Linked DNA regions of Sus scrofa: regions 2 and 3 are each linked to region 1. A link is a contact called in public Hi-C and HiChIP or PLAC-seq data. All regions are on one chromosome and are shown on one strand. Each heading gives the region's core, a stretch centred on a gene start, on an enhancer-like site or on the middle of the called end of the contact. The rest is flanking DNA. Distances are from core to core; before and after follow the strand shown.

What was found. A called contact is a pair of places that touch in the nucleus more often than the background predicts. HiChIP or PLAC-seq counts read pairs in DNA pulled down with a chosen protein or histone mark.
Region 2: a Hi-C map of liver shows a contact between it and region 1, with 2.7 times the contacts expected there. The contact joins the enhancer-like site here to the promoter of TNFRSF21 in region 1. A contact is called at or near these places in 1 of 5 promoter capture datasets (liver), 2 of 47 Hi-C or Micro-C datasets (embryonic fibroblasts and liver) and 2 of 2 datasets of contacts at active chromatin or transcription factors (alveolar macrophages and skeletal muscle).
Region 3: an H3K27ac HiChIP or PLAC-seq map of skeletal muscle shows a contact between it and region 1, with 3 times the contacts expected there. The contact joins the enhancer-like site here to the promoter of TNFRSF21 in region 1. A contact is called at or near these places in 6 of 47 Hi-C or Micro-C datasets (embryonic fibroblasts, heart right ventricle, liver and 3 more) and 2 of 2 datasets of contacts at active chromatin or transcription factors (alveolar macrophages and skeletal muscle).

The regions. Positions count from the first base shown.
Region 1 is chr7:42,089,718-42,094,226 of Sscrofa11.1, reverse strand. It overlaps TNFRSF21 (tumor necrosis factor receptor superfamily member 21), which reads left to right and starts at 2,706. Exons shown (of 6, transcript XM_003128430.4): 1 at 2,706-3,290. The coding sequence starts at 2,721.
Region 2 is chr7:41,981,083-41,985,591 of Sscrofa11.1, reverse strand. It overlaps LOC110261707 (a long non-coding RNA gene), which reads right to left. Exons shown (of 3, transcript XR_002346172.1): 3 at 2,884-3,371. Among named protein-coding and RNA genes, the nearest start is that of TNFRSF21, 110 kb to the left of the region's middle. Within about 2 kb of position 2,746, at least 16 of the 83 cell types and tissues checked have an H3K27ac peak or open chromatin away from gene starts, as enhancers often do. A contact at or near this core is called in liver, where this site is marked.
Region 3 is chr7:42,024,077-42,028,585 of Sscrofa11.1, reverse strand. TNFRSF21 (tumor necrosis factor receptor superfamily member 21) reads left to right here. Exons shown (of 6, transcript XM_003128430.4): 5 at 4,179-4,407. Among named protein-coding and RNA genes, the nearest start is that of TNFRSF21, 65 kb to the left of the region's middle. Within about 2 kb of position 2,530, at least 22 of the 83 cell types and tissues checked have an H3K27ac peak or open chromatin away from gene starts, as enhancers often do. A contact at or near this core is called in alveolar macrophages, liver, retroperitoneal adipose tissue and 1 more, where this site is marked.

The DNA of each region.
Region 1 (4,509 bases), core at 1,457-3,956:
ATTTTTACAAAGTGAAATGAAAGCATTTATATACTCTAATTCAAAGTAATAAAGGTTCATACTCCATTTAGATTCAAACTATACACAATCTATTGCTCCTATAGAGGGCTTTTTTTTTTTCTTTTGGCTGTGCCTGTGGCATGCCTAAGTTCTCAGGCCAGGGATCACCAAAGCTGTAACTGGTTCCACAGCAGTGACAATGCTGGACCCTCAACCCTGGAACTCAGGAACATTTATTTAAATGTTAGTAGTAAACAAAATTGAGGGAATTTTTCATCTTGGAATGGATGTTCAAGTTCAAATTTATGCGGTCAAGGTCACAGCAGGAAATGGGGACATCTGAAAGCAGTGGAAGCACAATTCAGATTTTGTTTAGGTTTTAGGAAGACAGATACTTGAGAAAAAGACTTCTACATGCACAAGAACCCAAACTCTAAACTCTAAATTTACCTCATGCATGGAGCAAGTCAGATCCTACTTTGAGAAATGTAAGTTTGGATGCAAGGAGTTAAATGGGCTAACAAACAATTGCTTTGATTGTCTCTCTCTCTCTCTCTTTTTTTAATACCCATGCAGCTTATTTTAAAAAGACTTATGATGGTATTGACCGGTCATTTAAATTTTTCACAAAATAATTGAAACTGTTATATATGAAGACACAATGCATTTCCTTCCTAATTTTTTTTTTTTAAAGCCAAATGTGGAAATTCCTGGGCCAGGAATCAAACCCTAGCTATTACAGTGACAACACTGAATCCTTAACTTCTAGGCTGCCAGGGAACTCCTCCTCCTCCCTGAACTTCCGGGAATAGCTAGAGATGTTCAAGTCCAAATATAATCCTCTCCCCCAAAGTCCATATTTAGTGGTAATGGTTTCTAGAACTTCTTTGAATTTCACCAGAGGTTAAACATTATGACTTCCTCAACTCCAATATTTATGGACAATGTTTTTCTTTACTGATAGATGTTTGAAAGAATAAACTGGAACTAATTCTCATATTAATTTTTTTCATCTTCCATGTGTGCATATTACAAAGGTCAACAAAATATTTTAATAAGGAAACAAGTAACTGGCACTTCTAGGGGTACTGGGTATTAAGTCTTTTTTTTTTTTTTTTCCTTCTTTTAGGACCTCACCCGTGGCACATGGAAGTTCCCAGGCTAGGTAGGGGTTGAATTGGAGCTGTAGCCCCCAGCCTACACCACAACCACAGCAAAGTGAGATCTGAGCCACATCTGCAACCTACACCACAGCTCACGGTAATGCAGGATCCTTAACCCATTGAGCGAGGCCAGGGATCGGACTCGCATCCTCATGGATACTAGGCAGATTCTTTTCCACTGCAGCCACAATGGGAACTATCGCATATTGAATCTTGTAGCGGATAATTGAGAAAGCGTATTATTGTGAAGAAGAAGGGGTCAAGGAAAGCTAGAAGAAACGGAGCGCCACAGGGCTTACAAACAAGTGAGGTGAGACAGATGGCCAAAGAGGTCATTTCAATAGGGTACCTATTCAATAGAGGTACTGTGTTGTAGTACCCAGAGGATGGACACTACTGGACCAGAAACAGTGGCCACCGTCAGAAGACCCCGCCCACCTCCCCATGCCTGAGACAAAGAAAGGGATGCTAGGTCCTCACTCACATTCAGAAATGCAGGAGGAGTTGCCACTGTGGCAGAGCAGAAAGGAACCCGACTGGTATCCATGAAGACACGGGTTCTATTCCTGGCCTTGCTCAATGGGTCAAGGACTCCATGTTGGGGTGAGCTGTGGTGTAAGGCATAGACTCGGCTCAGATCCCGTGGGTTGCTGGGGTATAGGCAAGAAGCTGTAGCTCTGATTTGACTCCTAGCCTGGGAACTTCCATATGCCGTGAGTGCAGCCCTGAAAAACAAAAACAAGACAAAACAAAACAAAACAAAAAGGGAGGAGATGCCACCCATTGAAGGGAAGCTATGGTTGTTCTTACTTTGAAAGCACCATGTAACTGCCCTTTTCTATATTCCCCAGAGGCACCTGGAGCTCAGCTGAAAAATTCTGAACACTTTTTTGGGGGAGAAGTGATCCCTGATAATCTGATTCAAAATTCTACATCCTTTATTTAAGAAAATGCACCTGCCCACCTATTTCCAGGATTTCCAAGGCCTCTGGAAGACCATTCATTCATGGACCCAACTCTGCGGCCTCCCGTTTGGAATTTTTAGTCTTGGATTTCCTTAACTGTATTCTCTCACCCAGAGTCTCTTCACACTCTGCCCCATAATCTCTCCCAATCACCAGGAAAACTGGAAAAAAAAAATCCCAATGCCCAGGCCTCACCCTGTTCTGAATAAATCAGAATTCTGGGATGGGACCCAGCATTAAGATATACGCTTTACGTTCTTCAGGTGATTTTAAAGCGCAACCAAGTCTGAGAACCAACACCCCGGACTCTTTACCGTACGCAGTTAATCTAAATGCTTTATTTTTGTTGGCTGTCTTTACTCACTGCACCAGAAACGATAGAGAGGCGTGTGTCGCAGAAATAATTTACTGAGAATCATCTTAGAAAAAAGTAAATTTGGGTCAGCGGTGCGCATACCTTTGCAACGTTTTCCCTGGGTCAATAAGCAGCTGCAATTTCTTTAGCGAACGCCAAGGGGCATCCTCTCCCTCCTCGCTCCTCCTGGAACGCCTTCCCGTTTCCGACCGCACAAAGAGCCCGGCCTCCTTCGGGATGACATCACAAAGGGCCAATACCCCGCCCCTTCGGCGCCACCACGTGTGTCCCCGCGCCCGGCGGCCACCCGACTCAGTCCCTCGCCGGCCGGTCTGGGCAGCGGAGGAGGGTGGTTGGCAGCGGCTGGAGGCTTCGCTATGGGAAGTTGTTCCTTCGCTCTCTCGCGCCCAGCTCTCCTCCCTGGTTCTCCGCAGCCGTTGTCGGAGGAGAGCACGGGGAGGCGCGGGGTGCAGCCGCGGCTGCTTCTCCCCGCCCGGGCTGCCGCGCAGCTGGGCAGGTGCTGAGCGCCCCCGGAGCCTCCCTCGCCGCTTCCTTCTGTGCCCGGCAGTCCCGCTGCCGCAGTGCACATGGGGTGTTGGAGGTAGATGGGCCCCCGGCTCGGGAGGCGGCGGTGGATGCGGCGCTGGGCAGAAGCAGCAGCCGATTCCAGCTGCCGGGGGGCCACGCACCCCGGGCGCCCTGCGAGCCCCGGGCTCAGCCATGGGGACCTCCACGAGCAGCAGCACCGCCCTGGCCTCCTGCAGCCGCATCGCCAGAACCACGATGATCGCGGGCTCTCTTTTCCTGGTGAGCATTTGTGGCGCGGGGAAGCCGGGGGCGGCGGTCGAGCCGGAGCCGAAGGCGCCGGGCTCCGGGAGCGGGGCGGGTCCCCTGGCCGCGACTGCTGGGGGCCGGGGTCAGGCCAGCCGGGTGGTGAGGTTGGCAAGCAAGGGAGGGCTACGCAGCGGAGAGCTCCGATCGGGTCATGTAGGGGAGGCACAGGGTTCGGCCGGGACTCCGGAATGAAGGAGAATTGTTTTCCCTGCAGTCTGGCCGCCTGGGAGAGGCGCTGGAGGTGGCCACCGGGCTTCCTGCGCATATTAGGGCTTCTCTCCCTCCTTGGCTCTTCCAGTGCCATCATCGCCTCCACACACTCCTACAGCCGCGGGCCTCTGCCCCGTCCTCGTGGTGTGGGGCTGGGGCCGCAGGGTGGGCGGCGAGGTTGGCGGTGGCCGCCGCTTTGTTGCAGCTGCAATGTCATGTCGGGATGCTACCGCAGTGGAGAGCGCGGGACCCGTGCGTGCCGGCCGCCCAGACCGCCGGGTGCCGACGCGCCTCGCCTGCCCAGAGGGCGCCAAGCCTCCTCCCCCATCTCTCTTCCTCGGCTGGGTGGGTCTCGGTTTCTGCACACCCCGAAAAAAACAACCCTGAGACCCACTCTCAGGCGCCTCCAAAGCGCCGGCTCCCAGCCAGCCAGCCAGCGCGCTGGCGCTGGAATGGGGGGAGGGGGGGAGGGCTCTACATAAAGGAAGCTGAATTTCCCCCCGTCTTTCCTCTCTCTCCCATACCTGTGCCCTGGCAGGTGAACCTGCAGGGCGCGGCAGCTTCTTCAGCACCCAGGCTGCGTTGGGCTCTAGGGCATGCCCTATAGCTTTTCCTCTCCATCACTTATCTGGTCCAAGCGTGAAAAGCACCCTTGACCCAAAACTTATCCCCAACTTCCCCAGATCCCTTCCCTTTCTCTCCAGATGTTAGAGGGGGATGGAATGAGTTAGGTGGAAGAAAATTTACTTGAGATCAAATCCATGAGCCACCATAAGCTTTCCGTGTCTACCTTTTTGTCTCCGATGGAGTCTCTTAGCTAAAAACCAAACAAAAACAAAATACAAAAGCCTGTTTTCACGGCAGGGCTGTGTCAGGGAAAGGCAGGCTCGCTGTCTCCTTCCCCCCAAACAGCTTAATGCCTGGCCAGCCAAGATCTCCTAGATCCCAGGGCATCGCAGTTGCCATGGCCTGGGAATTCATC
Region 2 (4,509 bases), core at 1,497-3,996, 110 kb after region 1:
TACATTTATCAAATCATCGTGCTGTGCACCTTGGATGAAATACAGTGTTGTATGTTAATTATATCGCAATAAAACTGGGGGAGGGGAAGAGTGCATGGAATCTGTACATGGCCTCGGGGAGGATTCCAGTTTGGCGGAAATAAAAGTCTCTTAAATATCAGGACTGACTCTACCAGGACAAGTTCCTATAACGAAAAATTTGGGGGCCTGAGTGATAAGTTCTCTTGAAATGTGGAATGCGTCAGGTGGCAGGGAGGTTCTACCAACAAATATAAATGAGACACACTCTGTTCCAGCTCTGGACCCACCGAAGTTTAATAATAATTAGATGTGGCCCAGTCCTCAATGTGCTCATGGTCTAGTTCATTATTTCTTTTCTTTTTTCTTTTTTTTTTTTTTTGGTATTTCTTGGGCTGCTCCTGCGGCATATGGAGGTTCCCAGGCTAGGGGTTGAATCGGAGCTGCAGCCACCGGCCTACACCAGAGCCACAGCAATGCTGGATCCAAGCCGCGTCTGCAACCTACACCACAGCTCACGGCAACGCCGGATCATTAACCCACTGAGCAAGGGCAGGGACCGAACCCACAACCTCATGGTTCCTAGTCAGATTCGTTAACCACTGTGCCACGACGGGAACTCCTAGTTCATTATTTCTTAGACATTGGCTCTTGGGTCTCAGACTCTTGTCTCCTACATAACCGTGTCTCACAGATACTTATATTTTCAAGTTGAAAATTTTTTGTTTTTGTTTTTTTAGGGCTGCACCTGTGACATATGGAGGTTCCCAGGCTAGAGGTCTAATTGGAGCTGTTGGTGCCAGCCTACGAGTTGCTGTGGCTGCAGCGTAGGCCACCAGGTACAGCTCCATTTGGACCCCCAGCCTGGGAACCTCCATGTGCTGAGGGTGAGGCCCTAAAAAGACAAAAACAAAAGAAATATCTGTATATTCATGTACTTCATGGGTCAGTTAGTCTAACTTAGCTAAAATACAAAACAAAGATTAAAACATAAAATGAGATAAAGGATTTAAATATCAGACTTAGGAAACTCGACTGGATTGTTTTATGGGGACGGATAATTTGCTGAATTCCCTTCTTGGGAATTCACCCGGCTAGCTCAGGCTCTGGATGAGATGATTCCAAGGGTGTATGGCAGAAACTGGCTCTGGGACACAGGATCTGGGATCAGGTAGTTTTAAAAATTTTTTTAAACTGAGGTATAAATTTTTTTCTTTTAAAGTTCTCACCTGTGGCATATGGAAGTGCCCGGGCTAGGGGTTGATTTGGAGCTGCAGCTGCTGACCTACGCCACAGCCACAGCAGTACCAGATCAGAGCCACGTCTGCAACCTACATCATGGCTCACGGCAACGCTGGATCTTTAACCCACTGAGCCAGGCCAGGGATTGAACCCCCATCTTCACAGAGATAACTTGGGTCCTTAACCTGCTGAGCCACAATGGGAACTCCAAATTAAGGTATAATTCTTTTTTTTTTTTTTTTTTTTTGGTCTTTTTAGGGCAGTACCTGCAGCATATGGGGGTTCCCAGGCTAGGGGTCCAATCAGAGCTGTAGCCGCCAGCCTACACCACAGCCACAGCAAAGAGGGATCTGAGCCGGGTCTGCCACCTACACCATCGCTCATGGCAATGCCTGATCCTTAAACCACTGGGCAAGGCCAGGGATTGAACACACAATCAGCGGTTAACTATCAGCGGTTAACGAACCTGACTAGGATCCATGAGGTTGCAGGTTCGATCCCTGGCCTTGCTCAGTGTGTTAAGGATCTGCTGTTGCTGTGACTGTGGTGTAGTCCAGTGGCTACAGCTCCCATTCAACCCCTGGCCTGGGAACCTCCCTATGCTGCGGGTGTGACACACACACACACACACAAAAAAACTCGAATGAAGTCTCAGCACTCTGGCTTTCTGCCTCTTCTTGATTTTCCATTCTCACAATAATTATACACAATAAAATGCACAGATCATGAGTGTACTGTTTGGTGAGTTTTACCAAAGTACACCCTCTGAAACCAACACCCCAATTAAAACATGACTGTCTTCATCACTGCAAGTTACCTTAAGCCCCTTTTTAGTCAACCTTCCTTCCCCTGGGAGGGAACAATTATTCAGGTTTCTAGGCCCTTAAGTCTTGCTAAAGAGGCATCTTTGAGCTGCAGAGAGTTCAAGGTGAAAACATGTGAAGTGAGTTTAACATCAGAATTAAAGAAATGTGCCCACTTTTCAAAGATAAGCAGTGCCGGACACCAGGCGGAGAAGTACAGACAGCAGTTGCTTTGGTTGTGTTGGTGGCCTATGCTGTCCTTTCTTTGGCCAGGGAAGATTTCACTTCACAAGATTTTCTAAAGGACAGCCCCCCCCCGCCCCGCCCCGCCCCGACTTTCCTCCACTCCCCTGCCCCCCCACCCCCACCCCAGGGGACGGTAGATGTGATTATTCATGAGCTAATCCCTAAGGCTCTCCTCCAGGGCTTCAGAGGGATGAGTAAGGGGTGATTGTCAGTGTGGCCGGTGGAGACTCTGCTCCTTAGGATGAGACACCCTGTGTGCACGCAGCCCCCAGAGGCCAGGTGCTTTCAGATGAGTCACTGGTAACAGGCAGACACAGCACTTTTGTCCACTTTTCCTGCCCTGGGGCCCTCCCGCCCCCACTCCAAAGCCTCCCCTGCCCTCCTGCCCCCGGCAGGTAGAACCACTGGGTGAAACAATGCATTTTCGCAACCAAGATAAGCTTCCCAGGACGGTTGCCAGGATCCAGGAACTCACCGGGAAGGTATTTTCGGAGTCAGCACCATCAGGGATGAGCCCGGTAAACTGCTTTTCTCTTTTTTTCGGACTTAACAGCAGAGGGCACACAGTTGGGGATGTTTTAAAATTTTATTTTTATTTTTTGGTAAAAACAAATACAATGTAACATGGATGCAGTGCCTGGAATATTGATATTTTGCTGAAAGCCAAATGTATCTTTGGCCAATAAAATGCCATGGGTCTGCTTGGTCCCCAGTGGACTTGGTGTGACTAAACTACAGGTGCCGGGATGTCCACACAGGTCAGGGACTTAAAGGTGCTGGGGACAGGCAGCATCTGGCCAGCTGATCAGCTTTGTGACCCTGCTGCTTGCCTCACTCTCCATCCTAAAGGTTCCAGAAGGCCTCTGTTAGCCACAGCGTGGGCACGTAGTATCTTTGGATGGTTGCATTTTTCCTCGTACTGAGTTAGTCTTAATTAAGCCCATAGGACTCCGCCTGGCGTGTAGTCTCTGGGCGGTCTGTTCCCAGCCAACCGTTGTCACTGACTCCTTCCTTGTGGGACCTTGGTCTGCTCCCACAAGTAGAAAGCAATTGGCACGAGTTCTGGAATCAGAAAAAACTTGGCTTCTAATCCAGCTCAGTTCATCGTCCTTAACTAGATGGAACTGTAATTTGACTGTAACCCACCTCCACATCTTTGCTCACTCACACCATCACCTTGACCTAAAATGCCACCTCTGCTGCTTTGTGTACAGGCAAACCCAGTCATCCTCTAAGGTCAAGTGCAAATACGGTCTGCAAGGCCATCCTTCACCACCCAACTAGGTGTGATCTTTTCTTCTGGGTTATCTCAGTGTTCCATCCCTTTGCCGTTTCTGATATCTTGGCTTTAATTGTTCCCAGGGCTCTCTCTGCCCTGCATTTCTACTTTGAATCTCTGCCGGGAAGCCTATTACGCAGCATGGTTGCCAGATAAAATACAGGACACTAGGTGAGGTTTGAATTTTGGATAAAAAATGAATACATTTGTTTAGTATAATTGTGGCCCAAATAGTACATAGAGAATGCTTACACATGAATTTTTCTGTCATTTATTTGAAATTAATATTTAAAGAGTTCCCACTGTGGCACAGTGGGCAGTGGGTTAAGAATATGACTGCATTGTCTTGGGTCACTGCAGAGGCACAGGTTAGAACCCTGGCCTGGCGTAGTGGGTTAAAGGGTCCAACGTTACCGCAGATTATTAATTAATAAATTAATTAAGACTACCAGGTCACAGTTGCTACTTGGATTCAATGCCTGGAATGGGAATTTCCATATGCTACAGATGCGGCCATTAAAAAAAAAAAGTTAACTGAGCACCCTGTCTTATGCGTGTGTGGGTGTGCATGTGTACATGCATGCGTGCGTGTGTGTGTGTGTGTGTGTGTGTGTGTATACATGCCAACACACTAAATCTGGCAGCCCTTCACACCTGACTCTTTTTAACAAGTGGCTGTACAATTTCTCAGAATCCTCACTGAATGGAACATGACATGATGGTGGCGACCTTGTCTTGTTCATCTTTTTACCCCCAATGATTCTTCCTCTTGAATATATAGATGGTGTTCCTTGAACACTATACATTTCATTGAAAAAATTAAAAAAAAATTTTTTGGCTATAGCATGATGTGAAATCTCAGTTCCCAGACTAAGGACTGAACCTGGGTTGCAGTGGTGAAAGTACCAAATCCTATCTACT
Region 3 (4,509 bases), core at 1,281-3,780, 65 kb after region 1:
CAGGGAATCTGGGGTTAATAGATGCAAACTATTGCCTTTGGAGTGGATAAGCAATGAGCTCCTGCTGTATAGCACTGGGAACTATATTTAGTCACTTTTGATGGAGCACGGTGGAGGATAAGGTGAGAAAAAGAATGTACATGTGTATGTGTGACTGGGTCACTTTGCTGTGCAGTAGAAAATTGACAGAACACTGTAAAGCAGCTATAATGGAAAAAATAAAAATCATTAAAAATTTTTTTAAAAAAAGAAATTAATTAGGGGGACATTTGGGGCTCATTTGGCCAAAATAAGTTGCATCCTTTGAGGTTCACACAACAGACCTTTGTGGATTTGGGTTATTTGGGGAGCTCACCCCTCGTTATCCCTGCCCACTCCCCCTTTTTGGTCTGTCTTACTGTTTCTACCTTATTTCTCAAGTGAGTCTTCTAAGTTAGCATGATGACCTCCTGGCAACAGAGCAAAAAGAACACTGCTTTTCAAGTTTCTCCGAAGGGACTTCAAATATCCACTCCCAAGAAACCAATAAAAGGATAAAGTCAGTAGTTTCCCTTGTGGCTCAGTGGTTAACGAACCTGACCAGCATCCATGAGGATGTGGGTTCGCTCTCTGGACTTGCTCAGTGGATTAAGGATCCTGCATTGCTGTGGCTCTGGTCCACTGATTGGTTGATTGCCTTCATCGGCCAAGTTTTTCCAGAGGCCTTTAAGTCTTAATATTTGCTTCATGGCAGTAAGTTGGGGAAGAGTTTTGGCCTTTTGTTTCTGTGATAGAGAGGAGCTCAGCCAAGGAGATGATCTTCGAACGATCTGTTCCTTGGCTACCAATGTAAATAAGGGCTGCTACAGCCACAGCATTTTCAAAGTTAACGGAGGTGGTGACTGCTTTTTAAAAGAACATTGTTCTTCTAATTATAAAAGTTAATATGTCCCTGTAGAGAATTTGGAATGCCTAAAGAAAAAAAGAAATAAATCCAGCTACCTAGGATCTATTTTGTGATTGTTTTGATAAGTTTATGTTCAGATCTTTTGCAAGAGGATAAAACCATCTGCTATGGACATCTAGCTTTCTTGTTAGAGTATTTGTCTTCTTTTTTAACATCTGAATCTTATTATAAGTTCTGTTTATTTGCTATAAACTCAGTACTGAACTATAAACTCTCTGAGCTCATAAAATAATGTCTTCCGCCTATCCTGAGGTCTCAATTACTTGTCAGAGGAAGCACAGGTAATACAATGCTTGAGCTGCAGTGCCACAAACCAACTTTGATGGATATTGTCAATATTAAGGTAAAGGGAGTTTCTAGGGGCAATTTTTTTCTTTTTTAACCATTTTTTTTTATTGTAGTAGATTTACCATGCTCTGTCAATTTCTGCTATACTGCAAAGTGACCCAGTCATACATCTATATATACATATATATGTATATATATATTCTTTCTCTTGTCTCCCATCATATTCTATCACTAGTGATTAAATATAGTTCTCTGTGCTGTACAGCAGGACCCCATTGCTTATCCATTCTAAATGTTACAGTTTGTATCTACTAACCCCAAACTCCCAGTCCATTCTGCGCAAGCGCGCACACACACACACACACCCCTGCGTTTCTTTTTCTTATAGGAAAAAAAATGCAAGTAACTTCAGAGAAGTCTGGAATATGACCAGCTACTATGTATCCTCCTCATAGTGAAGGATCAGCTATACTTAGTAGCAGAATAGATTTTCTAGAAAGATGCTTGTCAGATGGTCTCTGGCTTTTGCTGTGGTTGTTAGCACCACTGTGGAGATATTAAAACCATTCTTAGTGGATTTTCCCATTCATTTGACTCACAATTAGTTATTAGCCAGCATCACCTCCGCATTCTGTGTTGCTAATGTATGTTAGAACTCATGTGCTTCATTTCCACTGATAAGATCCTTTGGCACAAAGCAAGGCGGGGGGATTAAATATTTAAAGTTTTGAACTGAGTTCAGGAAATAGGTGGGTGGACTTCTTAGTCTGTTGGCATGTGATTTGTGGGTGGGAATTTCTTTTTAAAAGCCAGAACAGTGCCCTATATTGACTGACCGTGTCGTCCAGTGTACTATCCCTGAGAACCAGAGTGTAGACAAGTGCTCTTTGTTTAACTGAGTGAATAAAAAAAAGCGTGTTGGCATGAATGGCAGTGTGCATTTTCAGGGAGGAGGGGCATGTGCCAGGGCCTAATGGACTCACATCTTAAAAATATACCCGTAAAACTTGTTTGCGGATCAAAAGAGGCTGATGGGAAGGCATGGTATCCAAGTCTTATCTTGTACCGGAAGCAGAAGCAGGATGTGGGCGGTTTTACGGAGGGAAAACCTATTGGGACTTTCGATGGGCTGTCACCAGAGGTCTTCAGAATCTGCCCTCTGTTGCAAGGATTTCTCAGGCCTTAGAGGTTGAACAAGAGGCAGCTGTATTTTTTGCCTTTTACAGCTAACTGTTCAGCGTCATCTGTTGAAATGAGGGTCAGTGTCTTCTTGATGGAGGAACTTGAAGATGTGTCACTGGTCATGTGGGAGTGGAGTCCGGAGGTTTCTAATGATGGGGGATTAATAGCTCTGGCGAGAGCACACATCACTCCCTGAACCCTGCCCTGCATCATCTGGTCACATGGCTTCCAGATTTCCTTCCACTTCTGAGGAACCAATAACAAGATAAAACCAGTAATTCCTGGCACGGCTCAGTGGTTAACAAACCTGACTAGTATCTGTGAGGATGTAGGTTTGATCCCTGGCCTTGCTCCGTGGGCTAACGATCCGGCATTGCTGTGAGCTGTGGTGTAGGTCACAGATGCGGATTGGATCCTGAGATGCTGTGGCTGTGGTGTAGGCTGGCAGCTGTCACTCCAATTGGAGCCCTAGCCTGGGAACTTCCATATGCCACAGGTATGGCCCTAAAAAGACCAAAAAAAAAAAAAAGCCAAAGCCAGCTGACTCCGAGATGCCACCAGTGCCTGTCAGATTTCTAATGTGGAGTGCCAAGGGACTTGAATTGAGCCCTGGCTTTCTCCCAGCATCTGTGCACCTTCCCGAGCCTTTGTCATTTCACCTGTAAAATGCGGCGATCCCACTTGTCACTTCCTCCCATCTCCACTGCGCACCCTGGGACAGGCCACGATCATACCTCACCTGGCTTCCTAACTGGTCTCCCTGTGGAAATTCTTGCCTCTCTCAAATCCAGCCCCCAAGCACCAGCCAGAGAGGTCACGATCCGCTCACTGTCTCCCTCTGTAACCGTCATGTTTATTTGCCTTCTTGCTGTTTCCCTGAGCATCACTGCCACCCCCACCCACCACCCCTGCCGCACGGCAGAATGCAGGCTTTGTGGTCTCCACTGCATCCTGAAGAGGCCTCCCATTGGCTCCAGCGGGGTGGTCCTCCCTCTCAGCTTCCAGCCCCTTTTGCCTTTGGGGTTTTCCTGTCTCATTATCTTTTTCAAGCTTTTTTTTTTTTTTTGCTTTTTAGGGCCTCGCTCAATGGGTTAAGGATTTGGCATTGCCATGAACTGTGGTATAGGTTGCAGACGCAGCTCAGATTTGGTGTTGGTGTGGCTGTGGCACAGGTTGGCAGCTGCCGTTCCGATTTGACGCCTAGCCTGGGAACTTCCATATGCCACAGGTTCTGCCCTAAAAAGCTAAAAAAAAAAGTTGTCTGAGAATTACATTTCTCCATAAATTTTAAATTAAAATTTATTTATTTAATTAAAGTATAGTTGCTTTATAAGGTCATGTTGGTTTCTGGTGAACAGCACAGTGGTTCAGGGTGTGTGTGTGCATATGTATGTGTATATATGTATACACATGATGTACTTTTTCAGATTCTTTTCCATTATAGTTTGTATAATTTTGGGTTTTGTTTTTTTTTTAAAGTCTTTTTTTTAAAGTCTTTTTTTTTTTAAGTCTTTTTTTTTTGCCATTTCTTGGGCCCCTCTTGCGGCATGTGGAGGTTCCCAGGCTAGGGGTTGAATCGGAGGTGTAGCCGCCGGCCTAGGCCACAGCCACAGCAACGCTGGATCCTTAACCCACTGAGTGAGGCCAGGGATCGAACCCGAAACCTCATGGTTCCTAGTTGGATTCGTTAACCACTGAGCCACGATGGGAACTCCATCTATAATTTTTGAAGTAAATAAAAATTTCTTGTTCTCGTCCACAGCTGGAAACCGACAAACTGGCTCTCCCGATGAGCCCCAGCCCCCTCAGCCCAAGCCCCATCCCCAGCCCCAACACGAAGCTTGAGAATTCCACACTGCTGACGGTGGAGCCCTCCCCGCTGGATAAGAACAAGGGCTTCTTCGTGGATGAGTCCGAGCCCCTCCTGCGCTGTGACTCCACCTCCAGCGGCTCCTCCGCGCTGAGCAGGACCGGCTCCTTTATAACCAAAGGTACAGATGGCTCCCAACATGAATTCACTCTTTTTTTTTTTTACTTTTATTTACTGAAGCATAATTGATTTACAGTGTTTCAGATGTAGAGCAAAGTGATTC